Linked DNA regions of Triticum aestivum: region 1 is linked to region 2. Evidence: chromatin contacts called from public Hi-C data. All regions are on one chromosome and are shown on one strand. Each heading gives the region's core, a stretch centred on a gene start, on an enhancer-like site or on the middle of the called end of the contact. The rest is flanking DNA. Distances are from core to core; before and after follow the strand shown.

The links. Hi-C and Micro-C count contacts between places; a contact is called where the count stands out from the background.
Region 1: a Hi-C map of leaf shows a contact between it and region 2, with 5 times the contacts expected there. The contact joins the enhancer-like site here to the promoter of LOC123156161 in region 2. A contact is called at or near these places in 2 of 5 Hi-C or Micro-C datasets (both in leaf) and 1 of 1 datasets of contacts at active chromatin or transcription factors (leaf).

What each region holds. Positions count from the first base shown.
Region 1 is chr7B:246,406,546-246,409,671 of IWGSC CS RefSeq v2.1, reverse strand. No RefSeq gene overlaps it. Among protein-coding and RNA genes, the nearest start is that of LOC123156161, 120 kb to the right of the region's middle. Within about 2 kb of position 1,586, at least 1 of the 8 cell types and tissues checked has an H3K27ac peak or open chromatin away from gene starts, as enhancers often do. A contact at or near this core is called in leaf, where this site is marked.
Region 2 is chr7B:246,284,703-246,287,755 of IWGSC CS RefSeq v2.1, reverse strand. LOC123156161 reads left to right here and starts at 1,270. Exons shown (of 1, transcript XM_044574329.1): 1 at 1,270-3,053. The coding sequence starts at 1,585.

The sequences.
Region 1 (3,126 bases), core at 337-2,836, 120 kb before region 2:
TGCTGCACTGGAGGCGCATGCGTGCAATGAGGCATTAGCACTTGATGTGGACCTTAATCTCACTCGCCTGCTTATCGCGTCTGATTGCCTGGAAGTCGTGAACAAGATAGACACAGGAGCTGCAACCCACTATGCACCAGTTCTGCATGAAATATTGGAGAGGAGGAGGGAGTTCCACCATGTAAAATTCAAGTTTGAACACAGGGAGAATAACTTCGAAGCACATGCACTGGCTAAAGCGGCAACTTCTCTTGCTGTAGGTCGCCACATTTGGCTAGGGACATTACCAGACATTATTTGTATTCCGATGTTGATTACTGCTTAATAAAGTCCCTAGTTACCCGTCAAAAAAAAAAGATAACTCCCGAACGAGAAATCGTGCCGACGGACGAAAAATTATTTTGGTCCCACGTAAACGATTTTTTTTGGAAAAACAATCCTCCCATTAATATTAGGCAGAGATAAGAACGTCAATATGAATGGGTATATTACCAACGTCCGTCTTGCGTTTTGGAAAACAAGGGCTTGCATGATCGACATTGGTTCGGTTCGCTCGTGCTATACTTCCCTAATTATGAGCACTACTCAAGCGTTGCCAACAACAGACTTTAGTGGGCTGGCCGAGGAGCGGTTTTGTGAAGCTTCTAACCAACAATTGGCGGAACCATCCAACTAGGTTCGCTGGGTTTTAGGAAGATTTCATGCAATTTTTCTATTATTATTTTTCTTTTCAGTGCTTTTCTCTATTGGTTTTTGGTGGTTTTCTTATTCATGTTTTTCATTCATTTTTATTTTATTCATTTTCAAATACATGTTCACTTTTTATTTAATACACGTTGAACATTTCCATATACATGTTAAACATTTTTAGACACATGTTTTTTTCAAATACATGTTGAGCAATGTATTGGAATACGTGTTGACCATTTGAAACATGCACATTCAACATGTTTTAAATACATAGTGAGCATCTTTTAATACACGTTGAACATTTTCTTTAGTGTCATGATTTCTTTATTACAGTGTGCAAACAACTAATAAATGTTAGAATTTTTTTAAATGGTATGAACATTTTTTGTATGTTATGGGCTTTGACCTAAACTGCATAATTTTTAAAATGTGGTGAAATATATTTTTAAATGTGCAAACATTTTGAAGTGCCATGAACAGTTTTTTGATAGGTATAGACATTTGTTTACAAATTACACAAATAATTTATTATACTTTTTGAAAAACAAATATCATGGACAAAATTTTATAATTGTGAATAGTTTTTAAATGGAAAAACTATTTACTAAATTTTCTGATTTTTTTTCATCATTAACGAACATTTTAATGCATGATGTCCATTTGAAAAATTTATGTAAATTAATTTTTCAAATATATATGTTTAGAGTAACTTGAAATATAAACGAAATTAAAAATAGGGAAATAAATAAATTAACTAATGAGCTAACATGCGGGATATGAAGAATTTCATTTCCTACTGGGCCAGCCAAAAACAGGCTCGCTACAAGTGGGACATAACCACGCTCACCATGGTGTGTGTGATTGGCGAGACCTCCTATATGGCGCGTGACGCGCTGGCAAACATGCCAGCGCGCGCCCCTCCGCTCCCGTGCGCCCCTAGGGGGCCGGCTCATGAGCGGGGCTGAACGCCCCAGCTTTTTTAATTCGTTTTTCTTACTCTTTTTGCTTTTCGTTTTTCTTTTCTAATTTTATTTATTTATCTTCTTCAATATAATTCGTAATTTATAAAAGTCTCAAATTTCGAAAAGAAAATTTTGTAAAAAAATGTTCGTGATTTCAAAATAATAAACATTTTTGGAATTTTAATGAGTAATTTTTTGTTTTGATGAAATTTTTTTATATCTATGAACAAATATACATGAGTACTTTTAATAATGATTAACATTTTTATAGTTACTGAACAAAATTTTAATAAGATGAACATTATTTAAACTTGATGAACAAATTTTGTATTCGAGAATTGTTTTTGAAAAAATGGATTAACAATTTTTGAAATTGATGGACAATTTTTGAAATCATTGAACAAATTTTGAATTTGAATTTTTGTAAATGATGAACGAATATCAAATTTGATGAACATTTTTTCAATCCGGTGAATAACAAAATGAACTTTATGAACAGTTTTTGAATGGTTGAGCATTTTTATCCATTGATGAACAATTTTTAAAATCGACGAACAAATTTTGAATTGGTGAATAAGTTTTGAAATCGATGAACAAATATCAAATTTGATGAAAAGTTTTAAAATTCGATGAACAAATTTTGAATTTTGATGATTTTTTTTTAATCCGGTGAATACAAAAAGTGAATTTTATGAACATTTTTTGAACCTTGAGCATTCTTAAACATTGATGAACATTTTTTGAATTTGATACAAAAAAGTTCGTGAATTTAGAAAGAAAAGAGAAAAGAAAAATGGAAACAAAAAAGGAAAAAAGAAAAAGAAGAAACCAAAAAAAATAATGGGATATTGGCGGGCCCATACAAACGCCCAGCACGCGAGGGGGGTGCGCGCCAGGTCGTTCAGCGGCACCCTACGAGCTATATATGGAACCCGGTGATTGGTGATTCTTATTTAGCGCTGTATTGAAGGATTCTAACTACGACCTCCTCGTTGAAGGTTGGCTAGTGTTACCACCCCGCCAACCAACACAAATGTGCTATCCTTTTAACCTATTTGTCTTTTATTTATTCCTTTTTTCCTTTTCCTTTCCTTTTTTGCATTTTCCTTTTTATTCCTTTTTTGTTTTCTAGTTTTTCTATTTTTCCTAGCCCAATGATTTTTTTTGCAAATACGTGAACTCTTATTTTTGTAAAATTGATGAACTTTTTTTCCAAAATACTTGAACTTTTTTTGAATTTTGATTAACTTTTTTTCAAATTCAATGGACTTTTCTTCAATTTCGATGAACCTTTTTTCAAAAGCTTAAAACATTTTTTAAAATCGAAGAACTTTTTTCAAAATCAATGTTTTTTTTTTCAAATTTCAGTGAACTTTTTTTCCAAATTTGATGATTTTTTTTCCAGAATTGTTGAACCTTTTTTAAAAATTCGTGATTTTTTTAATTTTATGAACTTTTTTTTCAAAATCAATAA
Region 2 (3,053 bases), core at 21-2,520:
GCGGCTCCGCTACGTTGCACCGATACGGCGATACGATCACGCCCTCCAGCTCCCGGCAACCCTCCAACCCCCCAACCAACCGACCTCTCGATCGATCGTAGCAGCTTCTCCTTTTTCGATGGCGGTGGATCTGACCCCGAGGCAGCCGGCCAAGGCCTACGGCGGCGCCTACTACGAGTGGAGCCCCGCCGAGCTGCCCATGCTCGGCGTCGCCTCCATCGGCGCCGCCAAGCTCTCGCTCGCCGCCGGCGGCATGTCGCTTCCCAGCTACTCCGACTCCGCCAAGGTCGCCTACGTCCTTCAGGATATGCATACCACCGATCCATCGATCCCCTCTCGCAGACTCCCACCCCCCCTCCCAGCGCGATCGCTGTCTGGTCTGTGCGGGACCCGAATTCTGCTTCGGTCGTAGACGGTCGCGGGTTGATCGAATCTGTTTGTTTCAGTATCTAGTTCAGATCGAAAGCAGCAGCCGATTGGAATTGGACAGAGTCTCAGGTCTTCTAAATTATATGTCTGTCTACTACACGGTGTGGTCAGTTCTGAAATCGTGCTAGTTGTTCAGTCTCGTCAGTTCAGTTTAACAAAAACGAACAGTATTGCGATGCTTTACTGAATTGTTGATGGTCGCATATGAATCTAGCTTGTTGGTTTCAGACTGAATTTTTTGTGGTAGCGGGTTAATCTGTAACTTAGATCGATTGCTTCTGTAAATTGGTTTCAGATAGGCGCAAGCTCCTCACCAACCTCATGCTCTCCGAGAACCCAGGTAGCTAACCAGATCGACCAAATGCATCGCATTCACATGCAAACCTGTTGTTGAGCAGAGTGTAGTTGGCGTCGTAGCGATCTTGGTCATGAGCTCTGTAACATTGCTGAATCGAGGAAACGGCAGGGGCCTTTGTGCAAAATTGCAAGAGCTGACCGGTCCACCCTCTAGACTGCCACTTGTCATGTTGTAATTGGCTGTGGACCAAAACATCACATAGGGTGTCAAATTGTGGGAGTCCTCAGTAACATTTTGCAAGTTTTGAACTAAAACATCACATTCTGTGCAAGTTTGTGGATCTGGGGTGCTATTACCTCGTAAAAATCCATGAATCCGGGGGAATGGGAAAGCAACTCTGTCTGCTCTGGTTTACCATCCATCATCATACAAGTGAATGCATGTTCAGGTTGAAGACAATCATCCAGGCCAGATTAAAAAGGGCTAATACTCATCCATCATCCTATATAATCATCTGTCATTCAGCGGTTTCTCATTGACTGGAACTGCATACCAGCCTCCATGAACCAGATGGGTGCTGCTGCTTCACGCTTTCTTGCTACGTCGCTGTCTGCGCGAGCCTGTGGACTTGGCTAGCTCAAGGAGAAACTAAAGGTTTCCCCCGGCAGCAGGAGAGCCACTGGCGCGCACATCGTCGTTCATCACCAGCTAGCGAAGCAAACAAGGAGCTCAGAAAGAGGCGGCCGCGGCCGGCCGGCCATCCGGTCGCTGTCCGACAGCTCCTAGACAGCGGCGTCGACCGCGCCCGGCCGGCGCCGAGCTAGCTAGCCCAACGACAACCTGCCCATGAGGCAACCATGCTCTTCCTCTTCACAAAGTACTTATCCAGGGGCAGCAAGAACGCGGCAGCCGGCGACGACGACAGGAGGCAGAGGCAGAAGCAGAAGCAGCGCGAGATGCCGGCGGCGTCGGCATCGAATGGGGCTGCGGACCGCGAGCACGGGTGCATGCCCGGCTGCGTGCCGGTGCGCGCCAAGCGGACGGCCACGGTTACGACCGTCACGACCACGTCGGCGAGGACGTCGCGGCACAACTTCGTCAGGTCAGCGGCGTCGGGGCTGTTCCCCGGGGCGCCGGTGTTCACCAACCACGAGTCCCTCCCGCCGCTCCCTGAGGCCTACTCGGAGTTCGCCTCCGCGTTCCCGCAGTACGGCGGGCTAGCCGGCTCGGCGGACGCGATCAGGGACGGGGAGTACAGGCACCTCGACCGCCACGTCTGCCTGGACTACAACGGGATGAACCTCTTCTCCCACGCGCAGATGAACTCGTCGCTGCCGTCCACGTCAGCTCCGGCGGAGCCGTCGGCGTGGCAGCCCCCCTTCTTCGACATCGCGTACAGGTCGGCGAGCCTGCGGTCGCAGGTGCAGCAATGCGGGGACGGCACTGCCGCCGCATCCGCGGCGGGGGGCATCAGCGGCGCCGTCACGAGGCGCATCATGGCGTCCCTTAAGATCCCCGAGGACGAGTACACCATGGTGTGCACGGCGAACCGGACCACGGCCTTCCGGCTGCTGGCAGAATCCTACTCCTTCACTCCCGGCGGCGGCAGGAAGAAGCTGCTCTCCGTGTACGACTACGAGAGCGAGGCGGTGGGTGCCATGGCTCAGAGCGCGCGCAGCCGCGGCGCGGAGGTCATGAACGCGAGCTTCGCGTGGCCGAGCATGCGCGTCCACGCCGCGGACCTCCGCAAAAAGCTGCTCCGTGGGCGGCGGCGGCAGCGCGGCCGCGGGCTCTTCGTGTTTCCGCTGGTGTCCCGCATGACCGGCGCGAGGTACCCGTACCTCTGGATGAGCGCCGCGGCGGAGCAGGGGTGGCACGTGGCGCTGGACGCGTGCGCGCTCGGCGCCAAGGACCTCGACACCCTCGGCCTCTCCCTCCTCCGCCCGGACTTCATCGTCTGCAACTTCTTCAAGGTGTTCGGCGAGAACCCCTCGGGCTTCGCCGGGCTGTTCGTCAAGAAGGCCAGCCTCGGCGCGCTCGAGCGCTCCGCGGTCGCGCGCAGCATCGGCATCGTCAGCATCGTTCCGGCGCGGCGGTGGTCGCTCCGCGACGACTACTCCACCGACCTGGAGCACTCGCTCACCTTCCCCAAAGTGGCCGACCCGCCGACGGCGGACGATGTCGATACCACCAGCTCATTTTCCGGCCCGCTCAGCGCCACCGCCACCGGTCGCACGACCGACGAGGCCGAGAACGGCGACACGCCGGAAATTTGCGAGGTGGACCGTAGGCCATCCGAAGCCGAAGAAGGCAGTCGGCCATGGCC